Regions from separate parts of the Mus musculus genome. Here region 2 is linked to region 1. The links are chromatin contacts, called in public promoter capture Hi-C maps. All regions are on one chromosome and are shown on one strand. The core of a region is the stretch at or near the end of the contact, and the rest is flanking DNA. Distances in the headings are between cores, read along the strand shown.

Region 1 (3,398 bases), core at 581-3,080:
CAGAGAACAAGGAAATACTGAAGCAAAATGAGGCTCCAGGATGCTCAAGTCTTGTCTAGCCCACCACCGGCTAGTAATATGAAAGCCACATGCCAGGCAGGCCCACTCTTCTGGATCAAGAACAGTGGGTCCCCTTTGTATCCATTTTTTCTAGTTGATGGGGGATGTACACAGAGGATACAGGCTGGAGAGTCTGGCTCTTATTTGGTCTTCGTGAAGCTGGGACCAACTCCCACTAAGAATCTGTACTTGGTCCTCATAAATCAAAGGATAGAAAACTCCAGAGAGGGCAGGTGTGCGGGCTTTAGTCAACCCTTCCAAGCCTGGGATGGTGAGGCTCTGCCATACTGCCATTGAGACTCACAGTAGACAGTAGCAAGCACTTTCCTCGCCTCACACTAACTCAAAAGCAACCAAGTTTCTAAGTCCTCTGAAAACCCCACTGCCAGCTGAGCTTCAGGTTTGCTGGGCTCTCCCTGCACTGGGACAGGATCAAGAGCCAGAGGCTGGTCTCATGGGATAACACTGGAGGACTCGGTCCCTAAGCAGGTATTCCATTCCACATAAATAGTTCGCCCATCCTAGAGGAATCTTGCCTGTGAGTAGGATGGGAGAAAAGCCAGAGCAGATTTCTATGATCTATAAAAACAAAGCGTTTCACATTCTATTTTTCTGGTTCAACTAAGACTTTTCTGGAAATTTTTCTTTTTCCTGAAAGAGTGTTGGACACCCCAAGAGTAGTGACCTCTAGACAGCATATCCTCTTCTAAGATGCCCCTTATGGCCAGAACACTGTCCTCTAGATCCCTAACACCTTCAGTCTGCAGGCCCTACACCTAGCCAGCTTCTTTCCTTGAAAATTAGCTTGCAAAGCTCCTGTGAAATACAACTGTGTTAAGGAGCCTGAATTCCACATCAACTTACCCCAGCCCTGCACTTTGCTAGGATAGATTGGAAGGGGTTCTTCACGCATGCAGCCTTGCCCACTTTCAGTTGCCCCAGGCAGATCACCTCTACCCACCAAGCACACACCAGCTGCCCTCCATGCTGGGGTGCAGCACATAGACCCACTGAACCTATGTACCCCACCACATTCTGCAGACACTCTTTACCTGCCCCTCAGCTGGGATGCATCCATCCACCTGCAGAGGCTTGAATGTGGTGCAGTCAGTGAGATACAATAAAGGACAGTATTTTAGGGCACTTAAAACAGCAACTCTTTAGGTTGTGGCCACCTGTGATTATCCTCTATCTAAAGATGCTAAATATTCAGGAGATGCTCAGGTGAGCTGTTTTCACAACCCCGTGACGTCTGTCCTGTACACTCACATCTGGGGATGGGGTGTAAATAAGGCAAACAGGAGGGAGGCAGCGTTGCCCTCAAACAATTGAGAGGCTGTTTTATGGTCAAAGCTTGTGGGGGGGGGGGGAGCATCTGGACTGTCCTTTAAAAACTTATGCTGGCTTTAACCAAAGCATCTTCCATTTAGAGAAAGTAAGGGGGAAGCAGCCCTGAGCACAAAGCAGGCAGTGCGGGGTATTTTTCCAATAAACAGGCCTCCTCCCTCCCACCCACCTTTACCTTAGTAAAGACTTTCTTTCTTTCTTTCTTTCTTTCTTTCTTTCTTTCTTTCTTTCTTTCTTTCTTTCTTTCTCTCTTTCTTTCTTTTTTAAACTGGAAGCCTTCAGGTGAAAATAAAGCCACAGCAGCCAGAGGGGGGAGAAATGTAGTCTTTCTCAGGGTTAACATCAGAAGACAAGCTTGTGCGGCTTGGCCAATCAGATGCGCCCCTGCCAGCTATAATATAGTGCGAAAGGCAGCCTGTCTCACAAGCTCTCCAGCCTTGCTACCATTTAAAATCAGGCTCTTTTTGTCTTTTAATTGCTGTCTCGAGACCCAACTCCGATGTGTTCCGTTACCAGCGACCGGCAGCCTGCCATCGCAGCCCCAGTCTGGGTGGGGATCGGAGACAAGTCCCCTGCAGCAGCGGCAGGCAAGGTTATATAGGAAGAGAAAGAGCCAGGCAGCGCCAGAGGGAACGAACGAGCCGAGCGAGGAAGGGAGAGCCGAGCGCAAGGAGGAGCGCACACGCACACACCCGCGCGTACCCGCTCGCGCACAGACAGCGCGGGGACAGCTCACAAGTCCTCAGGTTCCGCGGACGAGATGCTGCTGCTGCTGGCCAGATGTTTTCTGGTGATCCTTGCTTCCTCGCTGCTGGTGTGCCCCGGGCTGGCCTGTGGGCCCGGCAGGGGGTTTGGAAAGAGGCGGCACCCCAAAAAGCTGACCCCTTTAGCCTACAAGCAGTTTATTCCCAACGTAGCCGAGAAGACCCTAGGGGCCAGCGGCAGATATGAAGGGAAGATCACAAGAAACTCCGAACGATTTAAGGAACTCACCCCCAATTACAACCCCGACATCATATTTAAGGATGAGGAAAACACGGGAGCAGACCGGCTGATGACTCAGGTAGAGACCCATTGCGGGTGGGAAACAGACTCCTTCCCGGGAGGGGGGGGGGGTGCGTGTGACCAAGCAGTCAGCCCTGCTCTGTTTGCTCTTTGGGCAGGTAGGAAGGCGGCTTGCTCTCTCCTTCCCCACCCACCTGCCCACCTAGCACTCCTCTTCCGGGAGGAAAAAGGAGGTGAAGGGTCCAGCAGGAAGTTTAGGGTTTGCTGGAATGGGGCACCAGAAGATGGGGTTCTCTATCTTATTAGTCTCATTTTATTAGTCTCATTTAATTAGTCTCCCGGGACGACCTCCTCTAACTACCTGTATTCTAGCTTGAAACTTAGAAAGACCTTTACTCTGAGGGAGTCTGCCCTTTCCAAGTGGAGGCAGAAAATGGAGGGAGAGGGGATGCCCCTATACACTTCAAAGGGCCTCCAGGTCACTGCAAACATAGCCTGGAGCATTTCGTCCCCTAGCTCCTACCTTTTCCTTTTCTGTGTTTTTCTCCCAAGACCACCCCACCCTTTACCCCACCACCACCAAAGAACTGTAACTGAGAAAGCCTGGGGGCAGTTCTGACAAAAGGCAGGAGCTCCAGAGGCGCCCGTCTTGTCCCCACTGTATCGCGTAGCCTGACTGCGATCCCATCGTCCTCAATTGTGCCGGTCAGAGAATGTATTGATATTTCTTTAAGGATGCTCCTCATTTCTCCAGAGCCCGCGGTACCTTAGGGGAGGGACTTGGAACTTGCTGGCTTTGCAATCGCTTTAATTTTTAACCTGCTTGCATAAGAATTAAAAGCGAATAAATATTCGGCGACGAGGGTGGATGGACAGACGGCAAAGCAAAGCACGAGCCTCTCTTCCCATCCCACCTCCTTTGAGATTTCCAGGCTGCCAATCTCCCAGCCAAATCGAGACTTTCTGAAACTCCATGCACGTATGAC
Region 2 (3,398 bases), core at 244-2,743, 660 kb before region 1:
GTGTTTTCTGGGTGGATTATATGATTCACAGAACTCATTTTTGCCGAAGCTGCTGACTCTCGAGGCATTTCCTTACCCTGTTTGATCAGAAGTTTCCATTCTGAAGTCTCCTCTTTTGTCATTTCATCTTCTCTCTTTTCACTTAACATGAATACATTCAGAAAACATTCTTTTCTAGGTTCTATTTGATTTCAGCCTTTCCCTTTATGGTTTGTTCCTTCTATTTACTTTGGCTTCACCTTGATTCACATCCATTGGCACCCCAAACACCTCACTCTATGTCTGCATCATAATACACTGGAAGACATCTTTATTATAAAACATCCCAGTAACGCACAGGAAGAGGTCAAGTTCATCTAAGCAGGAACTAGCTTGTGGCAGGAGGAGGTCTTACACATAACCGTCAGTGCAGACCATGCACTGTCTGTGTCAGTTTCTGTTTTTATCTTTCCCACTGTTTCTCCTTTGTCTCAACGTTGCTCTGGAATTTTCTTAGTTCTACGCCAAATTTCATTGTGTATGTGTACTCTCACACTGTTCCCTTGCAGAAATCATGAATTGCAGATGTGCTGGGAGGCAGGACTTTGGTTAGTTGTTGTATATAGATGTATTCATAGTGTATGGATTTTCCCACATATTGTTTTTTCTTAAGTGTATTATTGTATAATAAATAAACAATAAGCAGCCCTGAGAATACCTCTTAGTGTGTAGTTTGGTTCTGTCTTGTTTTTAATAGTCTCATTGCTACTGAACTGAACTTTGTAGAAGTTTACAAGGTTTTAGTTTCTGAGGGTGGAATAGACAAACTAATTTCTAGCTTTTTGAGGGAAATAGATATAAAGATAGATACATCATTTTCTACATGTTGGTAGATATGCTGAGAAAAAATAATAAGTGTTTACCTGTGGGGAGAGGAAGTGAGAGTGCCCTTTCCTCTCCTCTGATGTAATAAATCTCCCACCCCCAGGCCTGCTGTGCTGCTTAATGCAGTTTCCGGGTGTAACCAGTCGTAACCAGTCAGCACAGGGCTCTTTGTCTCCTTGCAAGGATGATGTGACCTTTAACTTTGTTCTGTCACTCAGCCAAACCTCTCTCACTTTTAACATCATGCTGTCACAATTGCATCGGAACCAATCAACAGTATTTTTTTTTTTTATCATACAGACACTTTACATGTTCACATTAGCTAGTACTTATGGTTTCTACTTTGATGTCAATCTTAGAGAGTCCTTTCTACTTATAGATTAAAGTAATAGCCAGATAATTATTTCTATTATCTTTTTGGTCTTATCTCCACCCCTTCAACTTTAATCAACTTCTAATTTATTTTAAGGTAAGATATGAGATAAGGATCAGGCATATAGTTTTTCCAGATGTCAATATAGTTTTCCTAAGTATTGTTCTCTTTCAGTATTGTCTTCTCTGTCTTCTCCTAACTCACTCCCTGCTCTGTTCCCTTCTCCCCCTCTCGCTCGCCCCTCCCACTCTCCCTCTCCCCTTCCACATTCCACTCTCTTCTTTAGTTATCCTGGGAATGCTAGACAACCCCACCCTCCTCTGCAGTGTCCCTGGCCCTTAGGCAATAATGATTGTACAAGGTTTTATACTCTGAGGACTTTAGATGTCATCTTTTTTTTTTGTAGAGGAAGTTCCTATAAATCAGGATCTAGTTTGGGTCTCTATATTTACACTCATACATAGAATTGCTTATCCTTTCATCTGGTCTGCTGAAAGTATTCTTCCTATGTTTTGTTTTTTGGTTGTACTAGTCTATATATTTCTTGTGTGTGTGTGTGTATAAGCCTTCAGGTGAACTGTAAATTTTTTTATTTTGAAATTTCTAAAATAATGTTAATATTTGGTTGGAAATTATGTAATTAATTTAGTGAAAACCAACTTTTTATAACATTAAAAATTTCTATGAAAGCTGGGAGGTAGTGCCACACACTTTAATCTCAGCACTCAGGAGACAGAGGCAGGCAGATCTCTGAGTTTGAGGCTAGACTGGTCTACGAGTGAGTTCTAAGATAGCCAGGGCTATACTGAAAAACCCTGTCTTGAAACAACAAAACAAAACAAAACAAAACAAAACAAAACAAAACAAAACAAAACAAAACAAAAGCAAAATTCCAGGAAAATATGTATTCTCTTATTTAAGTTTTTCTTTCTGACCTTGGGTGGCATATATTGCATAAAGGAATGTCTCATTATTGCAGGGGTGGAGGAGTGAGTGTCATTAGAGTTTAAGTTTGTGTGCATGTGTGCACAAACCTGCAGACATTGCTGGAGGCTTTTTGTGTGATCACTACAAAGTGAACCTGCTTTCCTTTTTAAGTTGATGTTTCAATTTTTACTCTTAAAGTGGCTACATTGGATACTGGGGCGTTAGTTTGTTACAGTAAGTAGTCCTTGCGTTCAACTGTGGAATTTGGGGAAAGTGGATAGACTTAAAGGAGCATCTAGTGCTTTCTGTGGGGCTTGATGACTGGAATGCTGAAGCAGTGCCAGTCGGGCAAAGTCCAAGTCCTGTCAGGGCAATTTCCCTGATGATCGAGAGTAAGAACCTCAGATGCCCTTGGAAGAGGCAAGAGTAACAGTGGTTCTGAAAGAGCAAAACCAAACCCTGCGCATCCTAGCCTCCAGCTGCCAAGCTTGCCCCCACAGGGCAGGCAACTGCAGGAGAAGGGAATAAGGAAGGCATGCGGAGTGGTTTGGTTCAATTGTTTTTTTGTTTTTCTTTTTTGAGAGGTGGGAAAGTTAGATCTGCCTCCCCACCCCGTCCGCCCCCCTCGCTCCTTTCCGCGTGCTCCTTTCTCTCACACACACAACTGGGTAAAGCCTTTCTGCATGATTCTGTCTGACCAAGTAGTGAATGAAGAAGTACCTTCCCTGGACACTCTCAATGCCTTCTACAGGCTAAGAAATACAGACGGCAGCAGTCTCTGGCCAGCGACAGACTCTGGCCTGTGCCATCCTGCACTCTAGATTGCTCTATGCCTCTGTTACCTCCATGTGGGAGATCTATGTGTTATGAACTGGGAATACAGGACTTTTCTATCTTATTCATCTTCACAATAGCTAGGATTGGGCTCAGTTAGTAAAGGGCAATTTGAGCCTGGGAACGAGATCTCTTAAAACTCTGGATTAATGTGCATTGACTAAATGTTGAAGACAACTGTGAAGAAATGGCACTGTGATCTGTAGACCTTACCTTACACACCATGAAGAAGCTGTTGGATGCCAGATACTGGAGCTCTGGTTGGAGTTGAGGGCACTGTCAGAAGGAGGAAGACTTTTCCTGAGCCCCAATGTTGTTCTGCAGATACCAGGGTGGAGGAGCCCAGGAGAGGCCTGTCTGTGGAGCACTTGGAAACGGAAGGCGTGAGAACTGCTACTAG

The links. Promoter capture Hi-C pulls out the DNA fragments that hold promoters and counts their contacts.
Region 2: a promoter capture Hi-C map of embryonic stem cells shows a contact between it and region 1, with 5 times the contacts expected there. The contact joins the enhancer-like site here to the promoter of Shh in region 1. A contact is called at or near these places in 9 of 39 promoter capture datasets (the C10 cell line, the HPC-7 cell line, cranial neural crest and 6 more), 14 of 115 datasets of contacts at active chromatin or transcription factors (astrocytes, craniofacial prominence, embryonic basal ganglia and 8 more) and 4 of 9 other capture datasets (adipose tissue, embryonic stem cells, liver and 1 more).

What each region holds. Positions count from the first base shown.
Region 1 is chr5:28,465,533-28,468,930 of GRCm38.p6, reverse strand. Shh (sonic hedgehog) reads left to right here and starts at 1,830. Exons shown (of 3, transcript NM_009170.3): 1 at 1,830-2,470. The coding sequence starts at 2,168. It overlaps 9530036O11Rik (RIKEN cDNA 9530036O11Rik), which reads right to left and starts at 1,947. Exons shown (of 7, transcript NR_015562.2): 1 at 1,583-1,947.
Region 2 is chr5:29,130,071-29,133,468 of GRCm38.p6, reverse strand. No RefSeq gene overlaps it. Among named protein-coding and RNA genes, the nearest start is that of Rnf32, 64 kb to the left of the region's middle. Within about 2 kb of position 1,493, at least 23 of the 459 cell types and tissues checked have an H3K27ac peak or open chromatin away from gene starts, as enhancers often do. A contact at or near this core is called in craniofacial prominence, embryonic stem cells and trophoblast stem cells, where this site is marked.